4 separate regions of the Sus scrofa genome follow, and all the other regions are linked to region 3. Evidence: chromatin contacts called from public HiChIP or PLAC-seq and promoter capture Hi-C data. All regions are on one chromosome and are shown on one strand. Each heading gives the region's core, a stretch centred on a gene start, on an enhancer-like site or on the middle of the called end of the contact. The rest is flanking DNA. Distances are from core to core; before and after follow the strand shown. Region 1 overlaps CUX1 (protein CASP). Region 2 overlaps CUX1 (protein CASP). Region 3 holds the start of CUX1 (protein CASP). Region 4 overlaps CUX1 (protein CASP).

What was found. Promoter capture Hi-C pulls out the DNA fragments that hold promoters and counts their contacts. HiChIP or PLAC-seq counts read pairs in DNA pulled down with a chosen protein or histone mark.
Region 1: a contact with region 3 is called in a promoter capture Hi-C map of fetal liver, with 2.4 times the contacts expected there. The contact joins the enhancer-like site here to the promoter of CUX1 in region 3. A contact is called at or near these places in 3 of 5 promoter capture datasets (fetal liver, fetal skeletal muscle and liver), 3 of 47 Hi-C or Micro-C datasets (embryonic fibroblasts, fetal liver and heart right ventricle) and 2 of 2 datasets of contacts at active chromatin or transcription factors (alveolar macrophages and skeletal muscle).
Region 2: an H3K27ac HiChIP or PLAC-seq map of skeletal muscle shows a contact between it and region 3. The contact joins the enhancer-like site here to the promoter of CUX1 in region 3. A contact is called at or near these places in 5 of 47 Hi-C or Micro-C datasets (embryonic fibroblasts, heart right ventricle, liver and 2 more) and 1 of 2 datasets of contacts at active chromatin or transcription factors (skeletal muscle).
Region 4: a promoter capture Hi-C map of liver shows a contact between it and region 3, with 2.0 times the contacts expected there. The contact joins the enhancer-like site here to the promoter of CUX1 in region 3. A contact is called at or near these places in 2 of 5 promoter capture datasets (fetal liver and liver), 11 of 47 Hi-C or Micro-C datasets (embryonic fibroblasts, fetal liver, fetal skeletal muscle and 6 more) and 2 of 2 datasets of contacts at active chromatin or transcription factors (alveolar macrophages and skeletal muscle).

The regions. Positions count from the first base shown.
Region 1 is chr3:9,459,804-9,463,344 of Sscrofa11.1, reverse strand. All of the region lies in intron 2 of CUX1 (protein CASP), which reads right to left. Among named protein-coding and RNA genes, the nearest start is that of CUX1, 140 kb to the right of the region's middle. Within about 2 kb of position 1,979, at least 17 of the 83 cell types and tissues checked have an H3K27ac peak or open chromatin away from gene starts, as enhancers often do. A contact at or near this core is called in fetal liver, fetal skeletal muscle and skeletal muscle, where this site is marked.
Region 2 is chr3:9,488,505-9,492,181 of Sscrofa11.1, reverse strand. All of the region lies in intron 3 of CUX1 (protein CASP), which reads right to left. Among named protein-coding and RNA genes, the nearest start is that of CUX1, 170 kb to the right of the region's middle. Within about 2 kb of position 2,176, at least 6 of the 83 cell types and tissues checked have an H3K27ac peak or open chromatin away from gene starts, as enhancers often do. A contact at or near this core is called in skeletal muscle, where this site is marked.
Region 3 is chr3:9,314,953-9,318,644 of Sscrofa11.1, reverse strand. It overlaps CUX1 (protein CASP), which reads right to left and starts at 1,500. Exons shown (of 23, transcript XM_021086269.1): 1 at 1,255-1,500. The coding sequence starts at 1,317.
Region 4 is chr3:9,558,344-9,561,749 of Sscrofa11.1, reverse strand. The region is part of intron 8 of CUX1 (protein CASP); the gene reads right to left. LOC110259890 (a long non-coding RNA gene) reads left to right here. Exons shown (of 2, transcript XR_002342308.1): 2 at 1-3,406. Among named protein-coding and RNA genes, the nearest start is that of SH2B2, 110 kb to the left of the region's middle. Within about 2 kb of position 2,034, at least 16 of the 83 cell types and tissues checked have an H3K27ac peak or open chromatin away from gene starts, as enhancers often do. A contact at or near this core is called in alveolar macrophages and liver, where this site is marked.

The DNA of each region.
Region 1 (3,541 bases), core at 730-3,229, 140 kb before region 3:
GTCACCACAGCCTCTTCTGGACACCCTTTCCGCGTAGATGTGCACGCATACAGGTGTGTACACACACACACACACACACACACACACTCATCCACAAACTAACCACCCTATCACCACCTCTTGACTCCCAACTATCGGCGTCACCCTCGGAAAGCGTCCGACCTTTCCAGAAAGCCATTTCTTTCCGGTGGTCTTGGGGAAAGAGTTCAGTGGCTTCTGCCAGATAGAGGGTCATGAAATCAGAATGTACCCTCCTCCGAACGTCCCCCGCATGTCACACCCCACCTCCCAGCACTCTGAGGCCCCCCTTGGGATTCTTTTTGGTAACAGGAGCCTCTTTCCGAGCTCCCCACCCCACGCAGCAAGGACGCCGTGAGAACAGACGGCACCATGCATCTGGTGTAAACGGCTCCCCCACAGAGGGCTTCGTCCAGACGAAACATCCTTTGGAGGGTTACAGAAACAGAGTTCAGTAAGTGAAAATGTAGTTCATGCCTTGACCGACCATCATAAACACAGAGGGACTGACTGGCACCTTCTGGAACAGTCCTCGGGGTGGCAAAGCCACGGGGACCCACACACAAAACCGCCCAGTGCCACCAGAGCTTTGCCACAGCCTTTTCTGGACACTCTTTTCACGTAAATGTGCACACACATGAGGTGTGTGTACACACACACACACACGTCCACAAACTAACCAGCCCATCGCCACCTGTCCCCTTGCTGTTCCAGGCCACGCCCTCCGTGGGTGTGGCTTATAAATCACGGACGCCCAGTGCCCTATCACCTGAATACAGATTTGATCCAAGAAGTATGGTGCACGGTTCAGTCCCTCCGTGGAACTCCCTTTCTTATACAAACACGTCTGCAGAGTCATCCTTACAGAAAGAACTCAACTTGGCCTGGGCTGGAATCTTAGCTCTGCCCCTGAACAGCTGAGTGAATCAGGCTGCCTACTCAACCTGCGCTTCTCCAAACCTCAGGTTGCCCCCCGGTGAGGTGGGAGGGATGTCACCAGCCTCCTGAGAATAATGTCTGGCCTAGGAAACATTTTCTGAATGAAGGAACCCAGTAGGTTCATTCGGTAGGTACTGAATGTGGCCGTTCCCATGACAGCGGCAACGTCAATCACGACCTTGACCCCGGCTACATGCGTGATGTGCAGAGCCCCGTAACCTCTATGTCGGTTACCTACGAGGTCTGTGAAGTGCACTTTGCTCCAGGTGGTCCAACCTGATGGACAGCAAGATTGCCATTCCTTCCCGGGTACCCGCCTGGAGCCTGGCATTCACTGGGCATTCCCTCCATGCTGCTGACTGGGGGGCAGCCAGGCTGCTCTCTCGAACCCCTGTGCTCTCAAGCTCTGCCCTCCTCGGTGCCCCTGAGCTGCCAAATGCAGCTCCTGGCGTCTCATGCAGGGCGTGGCGGAGGGCTTTCCCAAACAGAAATTTCCACAGTGATCTGTGCCTCCGGGTGTGCGGCCAGGGAAGGCCGGTTTCCTCCAGTGCTGCCCTGAACGCGCCTGCCCTCCTCCCCCAGAGGACATGGACTTGACTCCCCATGTCCGTCCCGAGGGCTCCTGGCACCTCCGTATCCGGGCGTCCGGTGCTGGCGGCAGCGGAGGCCCTTCACTGCATTTTGTTTTTGTAAGAGGTGCACTGTTCTCCAAGTCGGGATCAGAGCAATCTTTCGTTTCCAAGCTCCCCGTGTGTGCTGGAGCCGCTCTCTTTATATGTTTTAACATGTACTGAAGAGAGATTAAGCTAAGTGAGGCATGCCATTCACCAAGGCTCACTGAAAGTATGCCTGCTAATCTTTTAAATGGCAAGAACGTTATGCAATACAAAAGGAATCTGAGTAATTCTAAAGCTTTTACCCAACTGAGAAAGTTTAAATTTACAGAAACACACAGTAGAGATAAAGTCCAAAAAGGCTGGCTGAACTGTGCCCCCCACTCGGGGGTGAGGAAGCAGAACGACCCGCGGCAAGAGAGAAGGGGCAGAGGGCAGAGGGCGGAGGCCTCGGCCCTGACTCACTGGAATCATTTCACTGATGGAGCAACGCTCGGCTCCCTGGTCTGTGCCGGCACAGCCTTTCTGCAGCAGGCACTTTAGGGTGATGGGTGACACCTGGCCGCAGCCCCCCAGGTGGCCTCAGGTACCACCGCTCACATGGCCAGCACGGTGGCAGGCACTGGCCGGGGTGAGCTCCCATCTGCATTGGAACAGCCCTTCAGGGCTGTGGGATCATCCTGGGGTGTAAATAGGAAATCTGGGGCCCGGAGCGGCTGTGCTTCCCCGAGGCCATTTGGCTGCAGGCAGACTCGGGGCCGGCTGGCGCCACAGCAGCTGCGCCGGGCTGTCTCCGAAGCTATATTTCACCCGAAGCCGCCACACGTGGCGGGCCCAGCCTGGGTGCTACCTCCCAGGCAGTCGCCGGATCTGCTGGAGCACGTGGGGCCAGGGGTTCCCCGCCTGTGGCCTCTCCCGCGACGTCTGGAACCCTGACCTCAGTCCCGGCCCGCGATGAGCTGCAGAGAGTGATCAAGAAGCGCAGTGTTTCTGACGGGCTGCGTGGGACCCGTGCCCACCGGGGGCAGACAGCCTGCAGCAGGCCTGCCTGGGCAGAGCTGGGGGGTCCCCGTAACTACACCTTGAAAAACGATTCTGTTCGCCTCAAATGTGCAGCTTGATCTTTGCTAAATGTGAAGTTCCTACTAAGTGCGTGTGTCTGTCACACTGGGGGTGGAGACACGGGCCGAGCTGGACGGGAGAATCGGGCGCAGCGGCCCTAAAAAAGGCCACCCCACCCTCGGGAAGCAGGTGCGTGTGCACGCAATGATGGGGGGCGCAGGGGGCAGTCGAGTACGGCCGAGGCCCGAGGGAGAGGCCTTGTCACTGGGTCAGGGAAGGATGCTGGGAGGAGGGACACGGAGCTAGGAGGAGGGACACGGAAGGAGGGGTGACGGGAGCGAGGCTTTGGAGAAAGAGGCCGACAAGCAAAGGTCTGCGTGAGGAAAAACGGACGGGGGCGAGCCGGGTGGGCACCCGGGCCAGGGAGCCACACGGGAACGCAGTGTGGCCTAAGGGGCCAGAAGCCACCGCCCGCGGCAAAGGACACAGGGCTCAGATCAGGGTCTGCTCCGGAAGGTCAGCCGGGGAGCGTTTACAGGACGAGCCCGAGGGGGACAGCCTGGCGATGAGGACAGCGATGCGGCAATAAATTCTAGGCAAAGGTGGTAAAACCAGAAGTGGGGTGGCAGGGACGGGGGGAGAGGACGAACGAGGGCGGTGGTGCGGGGACAGAGGTGGCAGGGATGAAGTCAGCGCGAAGGTTCCAGCAGGTGTGAGGGGCCCAGGAGGGAAGCAGGCCTGGAGCACAAAGACCCCGAGAAACCTGCCTCTGACAACCCTAGGGGCCAGCAGACGGCCCGGGAGAAAAGCTGGGTCTGGGAAAATGAGACTCTGGGAGCTGGGAGTGGGGTGGGGGTGAGGGCCTGAGGCCAGAGCCCTGAGCGGGTCCACGTGCCAGGAGAGGGGCA
Region 2 (3,677 bases), core at 927-3,426, 170 kb before region 3:
TTAGGAAGCTGGCCTGAATGGGGAACCACAGTCCTCCTGCTCCCCTAATTGAGCCATCATGGAGCAGGGCCTAGGGAAAGATGCTGGAGTCACCAGGCCATCGGGTTTGGGTGTAAGAGCATTGAAACACGCTGTCATTGTCACCACCACGACTGCCACCACTGTCGCCCCAACTACCAGATGCGTACAAAGGCCCTAGAGTCTGAAGACGGCCGTCTTGGCTAAGAAGGACATTCTCCTGCAAAGGGGTCAGGACAGCAGCCTTCCCGACCTCCAGCCAGAGCCTGCTGGGGTCCTCACGGTGCCCAGCGCCTTGCACTCACCTGCCAGGGACCCTGGGCCACAAGCTCACAGATGCCTCTGTTCCCCCAGGAGAAGAGGCTGATTTATTTTTCTATTCTTTCTTAAAATTAAAAAAAAATTAAGAAAAAATTTTTTGTTGTTTTTTAGAGCTGTACCTAGGGCATATGGAAGTTCCCAGGCTAGGGGTCAAAGTGGAGCTGCAGCTGTGGCCTATGCCACAGCCACAGCCACAGCCACACCAGATCTGAGCTGCATCTGTGACCTACGCCACAGCTTGTGGCAACGCCAGATCCTTATCCCATTGAGCAGGCCAAGGATCAAACCCGCGTCCTCATGGATACCAGTCGTGTTCATTACCGCTGAGTCACTTCAGAAACTCCCAGACTCCTTTCTCTTATGGGTCATTAGGAACCTGGTGCAGAGCCTTCAACACAGGACTCAGCGAGTCCTTGCTTTTTGGTTTTTTGAGCCTGGCATGCAACAGCCTGATGAGGGATCTCAATTCCCAGACCAGGGCTTGAACCTGGGCTGCTGTGGTGAAAGCGCCAAGTTGCAACCACAAGACCACCAGGAAACTTCCGGTGAGTCCTGGTCAACGGGGAGAAGGTGAGAGAGAGACCAGCTCGGCCTGGCAGAGGGAGACACACCGTCGAGGAGAAGATGCAGGCCCCTGACAGGAAAAAGTTAGCAACAGGCTGAGCCAGTCTGGCAGAGGAACGAAGGAGGCAGGCGTTGACTCGGGTCTTACAGGATGGAAATGATTTTTATAGGTGAGGAAGAGCAAGAGGTTATAACAACGGAGGCTGTGACTGTAGGAACACGGCAGAAGAGGAAACCACGAGGCCTGTTCGGGGACAGCAAATAGACCAGTGTGGCCGAAGCAGAAGCCAAGGACACAACGCCTGGAAATACGTGTTAAAGCTACATCACAGAGCCCCTCACACGCTGCTCTAAGGTGCCCAGAACTTGCCCTAGAGGAACTGTCCTTGGAGGGAACCTAGCCAGGAGGTGGTGCAAGCAGCCATGCGTGATAATCAGAGGGGGACCTTGTCGAATGACAGATGCTTCGGTGCTGCCCCCCAGACTGCTGAGTCCAAACTCTGGAGGGAGGCGCCCGGGGAGCTTGCAAACGTGGGTAATTCTCAGGCAGCCAGTGGGGCTAGCCGAGGGCCAGCTTCACGAGCATCGGTCTGGTCCTACCTTCTCGAAGACCGTCCTGCTGTGGAGCAGAACTTGCTAAGTACAGGCTGGATGGGGCATAAATAGGAGTGGGTGCGTGCACGCGCGTGTATGTGTGTGACACACAGTTCCTACCCTCTAGATTCCCGAAGCACATTAGTATAGCGCCAGTTCAACTATGTTCCAACAGCTAAAAAACAAAGGCAGGATGTCTTCAGGCTCAAAATCACAAGGCAGGTAAAAATGAAGCCTCAGCAGAGACGAGGAGGGGAGAGCTTTGTTTCTGGTGGGGGGTGTTGTGTGATGACTCGGACCCTGGGCATGTGGGCTGGGCCTCAGAACATGGGTAAGAGCTGACAATATCCCTAACAGGCGGTCCTCTGGCCTTTGTTTGAATACTCCCAGTCACGGGAAACTCACTACCTTGGATGGCAGCTCATTCCATTGCTGAGCAGCTCCAATTGCTGGAAAACGTCCCCTCTTCTGTTCTGCTGCTGACACCCCACATGTTAGGCCACGGAGTCACACTGGACGTCAGAGCTCCGGGGGTCCCTGCTGACTCTCTCGCTCACCCCTGCACTTTACAGCTGAGCAGAGTCAGACAGAAAGAGGGCAGGGAGCCGCCGAGGTCACAGGAGAGTGAGTGGCAGCACCTGGGCCGGCGCCCAGTGCCTCTGGCTCCCTGCGAAACGTTTCTGGGAGGAAGCACTCAGACACCCTGGCTTTATTTAGCCATGGCCTTTAGATCTGAACGCTTACATATGTTACCGCGCAGCAGACCGGGGCCATGGGGCACCCTCGAAACTCTCAGTCACTTTTAACTAGTTCGTGGCATATTTAGCCAACTTAATCCAGTCCATCTATTATTTGATTACAACGTCAGGCGGCCCTGCAAGTGTGTGCGCTGTCCTCTGCTTTGCTCCGCACTCCGACGTCTCCTGTGGGTGAGGGCCTTTCAAGGCAGCTTCCCACATGCTCCACGAGACCCCCCTGCCCCCCCTGCTCCCGGGTGGCCCCCGGTCATCCCCAGCACCCTCCTCCTCGGAGCCTTAGCACGTGCCCTGCTCTGCCCGACGCTCTCCCGGCTCCCTGCTTGGCTGGCCCCTCTCATCACTCAGGTCTCACGCCAAACGTCACCGCCATGACCAGTGTCTCTGGAGGAGCCACCCGTCCCTCCCGCTCTTCTCCATCCCCATCACTTTCCTCCCAGTGCTCGTCACCGCCCGACGTGGCTCCTGTGTCCCTCCTCTAGAATACACGCACCTGGCGCCTGTACCCGAGGCTGCATCCTGAGCTCCTATCTGGCCCAGAGCTGCACACAGTCGGCTCTAGAGGGGGGTTTACCGAATGAAATAGTGAAAGGATATCAGAGTAAAACCCAGCATCAGAGGCCAGAGCCTGTGGGGTTTCACACAGCCGGACCTGGGCTCTCAACATGACTGGTGTGTTATGTATACAGTGGGCCTTCAGGACAAAGGAAGTTCCAAGTGACGGGTCCCTCCTGCAGGCTGTGTCAGCAGGTGATACTGTGATGACGTCACAGCCCACAGTTAACACGCACCCCACTCCTCCAAGGGGTGCAGATCAGGTCTGCACATAACTGTGGATATTTACGAGCATGGAGACCAGGCATGAGGCTCCAGCGGTGATCCAGGAGGGGCTGGCCAGCAGAGGAGGGGCCTGCAGCTGGGCTTGCCAAGCAATGGACACTAAATGGACAGCCACTGACCTTGGCCAAGCTGGGGAGGTCGCCTGATATCCCCACTCCCCGAGCTCCAGCACCAGGGAGCATGGGCTGGGAAGCCAGACAGCCCAGTCCCGCCACCATCACCTGCATGACCAGGGGTGGGTTCCCTGCCCGCTCTGTGAAATGAGGATGCTGCCTCCACCCACCCAATGGGCACCTTCCGCATGCTCACTAGGGCCAGGTACCAGGGACACGGGGGCGGGGGCGGACGGAAAATCTAAAGAGGGTGGCGGATGTGTAACTGGAGCACAACGTGCTATGGGAGACATGGGAAGAGGGCCTCGGTTGGGACCGATGGTCTGAGGGAGCCCTGAAGGACCAGCAGGAGGGGGCCAGGCGGGGCTGGGAGGCGGGCAGCGGCCAGGCAAGGGCATCCTGAAGGCCTGGTGAGCAAGGCAGTGATGGGATCCTGGCGGTGGCACTGAGAAGAGGCGGGGTGGACTAGGGA
Region 3 (3,692 bases), core at 251-2,750:
CATCGCGCCCGCGGACCCTACTGGGAGGGCAGGGCCCCGGAGGAGACGATCGGAGAGACGGGGGTGGGTCACTGGGGGCCGCGGGAGCCCCCGGGCGCGAGGCGAGGACCACCCGGAGAGGCGGCGGGGAGCAAGCGCCCCCGGCCCAGATAGACTGCGCGCCGGGGCGCAGAGCCGGGCCTCCACTCGGGGAAAGTTGTAGCCCTCCTCTGGCACACGCACCCCCGCCCGCGGGGCGCCCCGACCCCCAGGATCCACGCGCGGGGCGCCGGCCGCCCCCCGCAAGTTTCCCCAAAGCACCCCTACCCGGGCACCCGGCCCCGGAGGGCCGGTCCGCGCCGCTCCTGCAGGCACACAAAAGATAGGGGCTGCTGCGGGGTCTGCGGGTGGCCCCGGGGCGCCCGCCCGGACGTAAACAAACCCCGGGCTCCGCGCTGGGAGCCCCACGCCGCACGCGGGAGCGGCGGCGCAGTCCCGGCCGGCTGACAGCCGGGGGCGGCGGCCCGGGCCCGGGCCGGCCGGGGCCGGGGAGCGCGGACGCCCGCCCGCCCGGCCACCCGCCCGCCTGGCCGGAGCCGGGCCGCGCCGCCGCCGCCGCCGCCGCCGGTGGCCGCTCTGACCCTCCCCCGAGCCGGCGGCACCACAGCGCCACCAGCCCCAGCTCCGCCGCGCCGGCGGCAGTGGCGGCGGCGGCTCCTCCTGGAGAGGCAGGCGCTTCACCCCCACAGCAACTCCCCACAAACTTTCCCGGGGAATACGGCGGGCCGGGGGCGCGGGGCGCGCGGCCGGGCGCCGCCGCCGGGCCGCAGCCCCCTCCCGGCGCAGCGCCCGCCGCCGCCGCCGCCCGCCGCAGCCCGCTCCCCGCTCGCGCGCGCACCCCGCGGGCCGCCGGGGCCGCCCCCTCCCCGGTCCCGCGGCGGCGGCGGCGGCGGTGGCGGCGGCGGCGCAGGGCCGGGGGGGCGCCCGGGGTGGGGGCCGACACCGGGGGCAGCGGTGGCGGCGGCGGCTCCCGGCGCCATCTTGGGCTGATCGATGAATTGAACAAAGAGGATCAATTTCCGATCAAGCGAGTTATCAATGGGGGCCGGGGAGCGAGAGGGACTTGTCCCCGACTCGGCCCCGCTTTCCCCGGCACCCCCCTCCTCCCCGCCGCCGCGGCCCCCCGGCGGCCGGGCAGCCCGGGGCCCCGGGGGAGGCCGCGACCGCCCGCAGCCCCCACCCCCGGGCGAGAGGCCGAGCGAGGAGAAGCCTGACCTGCAGCTGCTGTAAATCAAAGCGCTTCCAATATTGAAACATCGATCCCACATTGGCCGCCATCTTGAGACATATTGAGACGGAGTGAGAGGCTGATAGAGAGGGGGCTGGAGTTCAGGAGCCGCCAGGAGGCAGCAGGCGGGCGGCGCCAAAACCCGGCCTGGAGCCGGCCGCCGCCGCCGCCACGGAGGACGCGGACTCCTCCTCACGGCGCCGCCGCAGCCATGGCGAGCCCGAGCCGGAGCCGGAGTCGGAGCCCGAGGGCGCGGCGGCCGCCGCCGGGCCTCCCGCGCGCGGCCCCTGCCCGCTCCCGCCGGCGCCCGCCGCCAGGCCCGCGACCCCCGCCCCTCCGAGCCCCCCGGCCCGCGCGGGCGGCGGCTGCCGGCCCGGCCCCGAGGGGGCGCTGGAGGGCGGCGGGAGGGGCGCCCCGGGCCCCCGCGGGAGGCCCCGGGCCCGGCTCACCTGGGGCGGTTTTCGGGCGCCCGGGGGTCGCGGTCGCCGGCGGCCCTCGGCTGGGAGCGGGCGGCCGTTGGCTGCGGGCGCCGGCGCCGCGCCGCTTTCGCCCGCTCTTCCGCGGGGCACGGAGCGCGCGGAGCCGCCGCGACCACCTGCCCGAGCCCAGACCCCGCACAGACCCGGCCCACCGCTGCGGCGCGGGTGCGAGGCGCGCTGGCCGGCCGCTGCCGCCCACCCTCTCCCCGAGCCCCAGCCGGACTCAGAGACCGAGCCAGCCTGGAACGGCCTTTCATGTTGGGGGCACTGGAGCCGGGGGAACGCAGCCCTGACCCCCGTGTCGCTGCACACGTTAATTTTCCGCACAGTGGCCGCGCGGTCCCCGCGCCGCGCCGCACCGCACCCCCGGCGGCCAGGGGGTCTGAATGGCCCCTATCTGCTCGATTTGCGCCAGCTTAGGACAGGACAGGAAAAGTCCTGGAGCCCAGTTCTGTATCCCCCCCGCACCGCTTCAGCGGAACAGCCCTAGAAACTTCCTGTAGTTCACACACAGCGATTTGGGTGCCCAACTTGGAAAGTGTGGGTACGCTTATAACAAAAAGCACGGTCCCTAGTTTGCAGAAATACTAAAATACAAACCCCAAAGTCAATTCTCTTTTGAGATCTTTCTTCGCAGAAACCTGGCAAAAAGCACACACTTTATGATCTCATTTTTAATTGATTATACACACGTGTGAGTTTGAGTTTGCAGTAGGAATAGCGTACTTTTATCCTCCCGAACTTCATTTACCGTGTAATTAGTTAAAACAAATCCCCAAATTCCTTAATCTTAAAAATTATATGTCAATAAAAGCTGTATGGAATACAAAATAAAACATGTTCGTGGGGGTATACAATTGCTTTTCAACTGAGTTGGAGGATTTAACGCCGATCGTTGTAAATTCAGCATTTCTGACTGAAGGGACTAGAAATGAAAGTCCCGAAGAATTGGAGAACACATGTGCCCCTAGGTCTCACACTGGCGACCAGGCGCTTCGGTTTCGACAACGCTCGCCTCCCTAGGTCCGAAGGGGTGGGGGTGTTCCCTGGGCGTCCCGGCGGCAGCCGGGACCCGCAGCAGGGGCAGGAAGCAGGTGGGTGGGAGCGCGCGGGCGCCGGGAGCCTTGGTCCCAGAAGCAGTGACACGGCGCCAGGAAGGGCACTCCCGACCCAGGGACGCTGAAGGCGGCCTCGGTGTGGGGCGCCCGAGCCCGCGCGCGCCGTCGGCCGGCGGCCGCGCTGCAGCTCGGACCGCTGCGCCCGGTAGAGGGCAGCGGAGCCCCGACACTCGCGTCCTCGGGCCCCTGCGCACGTGCCCACCCGCGCGCCCCGCGCCTGGCCACGCCCCGTCCCAGAGCCTGGCCCCTGGCGGGAAACGGCATTGCCACCCGTGGCGATTCCTGTCCCGACGAAATGCCACATCTAAAGGTTCCTCCCCTATCCCGCAGTTGAGGGTACGTCTGCCCTCCTCTCCTATTTGTGAGGTGGCAAGGCACGCGAGACCTCAGAATTGCCCTAAAGGGGACTAGGCAAATAAAATGTGCAGGGGCTTAAAAAAAAAAAAAAAAATCCCTCCCGTGGGGGAGGCTCAAGGAAGGATCAGGGAAATGGTTTGGATTTGGTGCAGATGTTCTCAATCTAATTATCGTGTGGATCCCCTGGGTTTGAACCAAAAAAGTGAAATATATATGACCTGTGTAATACTCCAGAAATACATCTGGTTGGAATTCAGGGTTCTGAATCCACGGCAATATTTCAGAAAGAAAAGTGGATGAGTATCAAATGCCCTTGTTACATTTCTGGTTATATTTACATTATTTACCTGCTAACTGGACTTAGTAGAAAAACACTGCATTGAATGGTCCAGAGCTTAAGCTCTAGTTAAATAAAATTTAGATTTCTTCTACCAAAGTTTTGAGTTATACAAGGCTTATTGCTCTCTACAA
Region 4 (3,406 bases), core at 785-3,284, 240 kb before region 3:
GCAGGCCAACCAACCGCAAGGCGGGGGTCTTATTTGGCCTGATGCACCCCCATTTTAAAACACCTCATCTGGGATGTTTAGGGGTAAATCAACATTTAAGTATTGATTTTTTGATGTGATAATCGAATGGTGGCTGCATGAAAGATGTAGCATCCTGGAGTTCTTGTCGTGGCACAGTAGAAATGCATCCAACTAGGAACCATGAGGTTGCGGGTTCAATCCCTGGCCTCGCTCACTGGGTTAAGGAGCTGGCGTGGCTGTGAGCTGTGGTGTAGGCCGCAGGCGTGGCTCAGATCCTGTGTTGCTGTGGCTGTGGTGTAGGCCGGCGGCCGTAGCTCCAACTGGACCCCTAGCCTGGGAACCTCCACTGCCATGGGTGCAGCCCTGAAAAGCAAAGCAAAAAAAAAAAGAGAGTCCTTAATGTGAGGCTTTACATGCTAAACCATTTAGAGATGAAAAGAAAGGGTTCTAGATGCCTCAGAATAAAATGGGGCTGGGGACGGGGCCAGGCGGGCCAGGCGGGCCAGGCACGGCCTGGCTGGGCTAAAAAATTTTTAAGAAGTATAGGGTGATAAAAAGCACAGACCACCTCAATCGTTTTGTGACCCTCCGTCACCGCTTGTCAACCCTCAAGGCAGCACGCATGACAACCGCCACGCCACGGCTCGCACAGAAAAGCGGTGACAAGGAGGCCCATGCATGGGAGGAGGCTGCAGGGGGCCCCTGGGCAAGAACACAGATTAGGAGCGGGCAGTCTAGCTCTGTCCGTCGGAGACTCAGTTCTCTGCTAATTTTTGTCATGTCAGTTAACCTCTCAGAATCTGTTTACTCACTCAGCAAAGAGGAGGGAAAAAAAGCGCCCGGAAAGAACGTGATTGAAAAATCATACATAAATATTCTTAGATACAGAAGAAGTGGCTTCTGGAGAGGACACCTGAGCCCCACCCTTCATCCCACCACCAAAGCGGCTCTCGGGAGTGTCTCTGCATGGGCCCTGGAGGGAACAGAGGCCGCCTCCCTCTGTTCACTGGGTGCCTGTCCCCCGGGAACTGGCGGAGGTTTCGGGATCTTGGGCAGAGGACACACACGGCCAGCAGGGCTGTGGACCCAGGCTGCTGCATCCGTACTTTCCGATCGCTGAGAAACGTCTTGGGAGGGCTGCCGTGTATAAACATTTGTCAGGCTCCCCTTCACGTCCTTAGGGTGAAACGTGTCAGGAGGCCTTTCCGGCGGCTGGAGCGCTGCTTGTCCACGTACAGCTTTCACTCTTTCAGAACCGCCTCTCAGATGGTTCCTTCTCCCTGTTGACTTAACCTGGAAACGCCCTGCCTACAGCCGGCAGGTGCGTCCGCTTCCGGGCCTGCACCTGCTGTCCTCACCGCTCCCGCAGGCACCAGCGGGAACCGCAGGCGGCGGGAGAAGGCCGCCCTGCTCGGATTCCCGGGCGGGCGAGGAGGGGGGCCCTGAGGCCAGGGGGAGTCGGGGCCACAGGGAGCATCCGACTAGGGTAAGTAAGAATCCTGCTCTGATTCCCGAACGTGAGGAATTCTAATTACCCGCTTCCTGCCCTGAGTACTACTTGGTAGGAACTGTTTAGAAAAGGTTTGGTGGCAGAGAAGCTAGAAACGAAGGATAAAAAAAGCCCTCCAGTTGCGTTCCAGTTATTACTCGCAGCTCCCTTCCCCTCCCTCCGCCAGGCCCAAGGCCCAGACAACTTCCTGGGCCCAAGAAGAGGCTCGGGGCTGTTCTCCTCTGATCACACCCACACCCTGGGGCCTCCCTGGCTACACAGCTCCTGCTGGTCCTACAAGCTGCTGCCAGAACTCCCCCCCACCGCCCCTGCACCTGGTCCTTCCGCAGTCACTGCAATGCTTGGCTCACCTGTGGCTTCAGGGGCCCTCCCAGCATCTGTCCACAGCCCCCACCTTGCAACTGCCCTGCACTTCAGGCAGCTGGGGCTTGTTTCCTTTACCCGCAGGGCTGGGAAGTGAAACTAGAGACCCAGGCTGCCAAAGGCGGCAGCGCATTCCGAGGAAAGCCAGCATCCTTCCTCTTCCTCTCACTGGCACCGAGAGTCTGCATTTCGGCAGCCTAAGTGCCTTTTTTAGGGCAACGTGCAAATGAATAATTCAGTGGTTCCTCCTCTACTGGTGAAGTGTTAGACAAACAATTCAGACGGGGCCAGACTTGCTGGCCCCACGAAGACGGTCCCTTCCCTTCGTCCTGACATCATCGGATTTGGCCATGAATCTTTAAGAACACCCTCCATCCTGTCTGATCACTAAAATACCACAAAGGAAGTTCACAATACTTAGAGGTAGGGAAAAAATAGAAAGGTTAATTGCCACAGAAAGTTTTCCCTCGTTGCCAAGCAAACAGTCCATCGGGGCGTCACCGTTAATAAGGAACTCTGAAAATCCTAGGCAGGGAATGCCGCCGTCACATCAGGTTACTGAGCCGCTCACTGAGCTTTTAAATCCCAATCCAAGCCTTACGAAAGTACCTTCCCCACGAGGCTCTGCTCGAACTCCCAGGTTTCACTCTAAGAGGCTCATTGATTCTGTGTCTTGTAGTAAAACCGCCTGGAATACTTTGGGGAGGGAGGTGTGATGCAAATTTGAAGTTAAACAAACCGCCTTCCTGGTTTCATTAGAGACTTCATTTTGGAAGGGATTCTTAGTGGACCAGCCAAACCTTCTTCATACGTTCATGGTTGGTTGGGAAACTTCAGCTGATGGAACCCCGGGGGCCCTCTGTCAGGAAGACACATTCGGCAAATAACTGCCTTACAGCTCGGCTACGCTTGTGACCCCTGATGGACAGCGTGGCTGTGATTCTGGACGGGAAATTGGATCCAGTCACTTTCCTAATGACGGGGTAAGGGGTTTAACCCTTACGGGAGGGCCCGGGAGATGCAGGCAGTAAATTTCTGAGTTTAGGAAAAATTAAACAATTTGACGATAAGGACAGATTTGTCTTTGTTTGTACCTTGGGATCTATCCAGTAAGCCTCGAGTGTGTGAAAAATATTTACCGTATGTATGCCAGGGAATAAAGGTTTCTTCTCACTCACTGATAATCTTGCTAAATGGCAGCTGCTTTGTGAAGGAAGGCAGAGGTGGTCCTTGGAAAACCCAAATAACGTTAAGGGGTTCACCAGGAGGAACGTACAGGTTAGCGTATTTCAGAAAGGATGGGTTTCGCGGCAGAGGTGGATGTCGGGAGGCATAACTGTGTCACATGTCGCTGCTGTGCTTGACATGCAACAGAACAGCGGCAGAGCAGGGTGAGAGAATCGAAAATAAGCACATGGCTCTTCAAAGTTTCAGGAGGGCTCCATGGTTTTGCACCTGACACTGAATTTCAGAAGTAAGACGGGACCTGGAGCAGGGCTGGCCTGGAAGGCT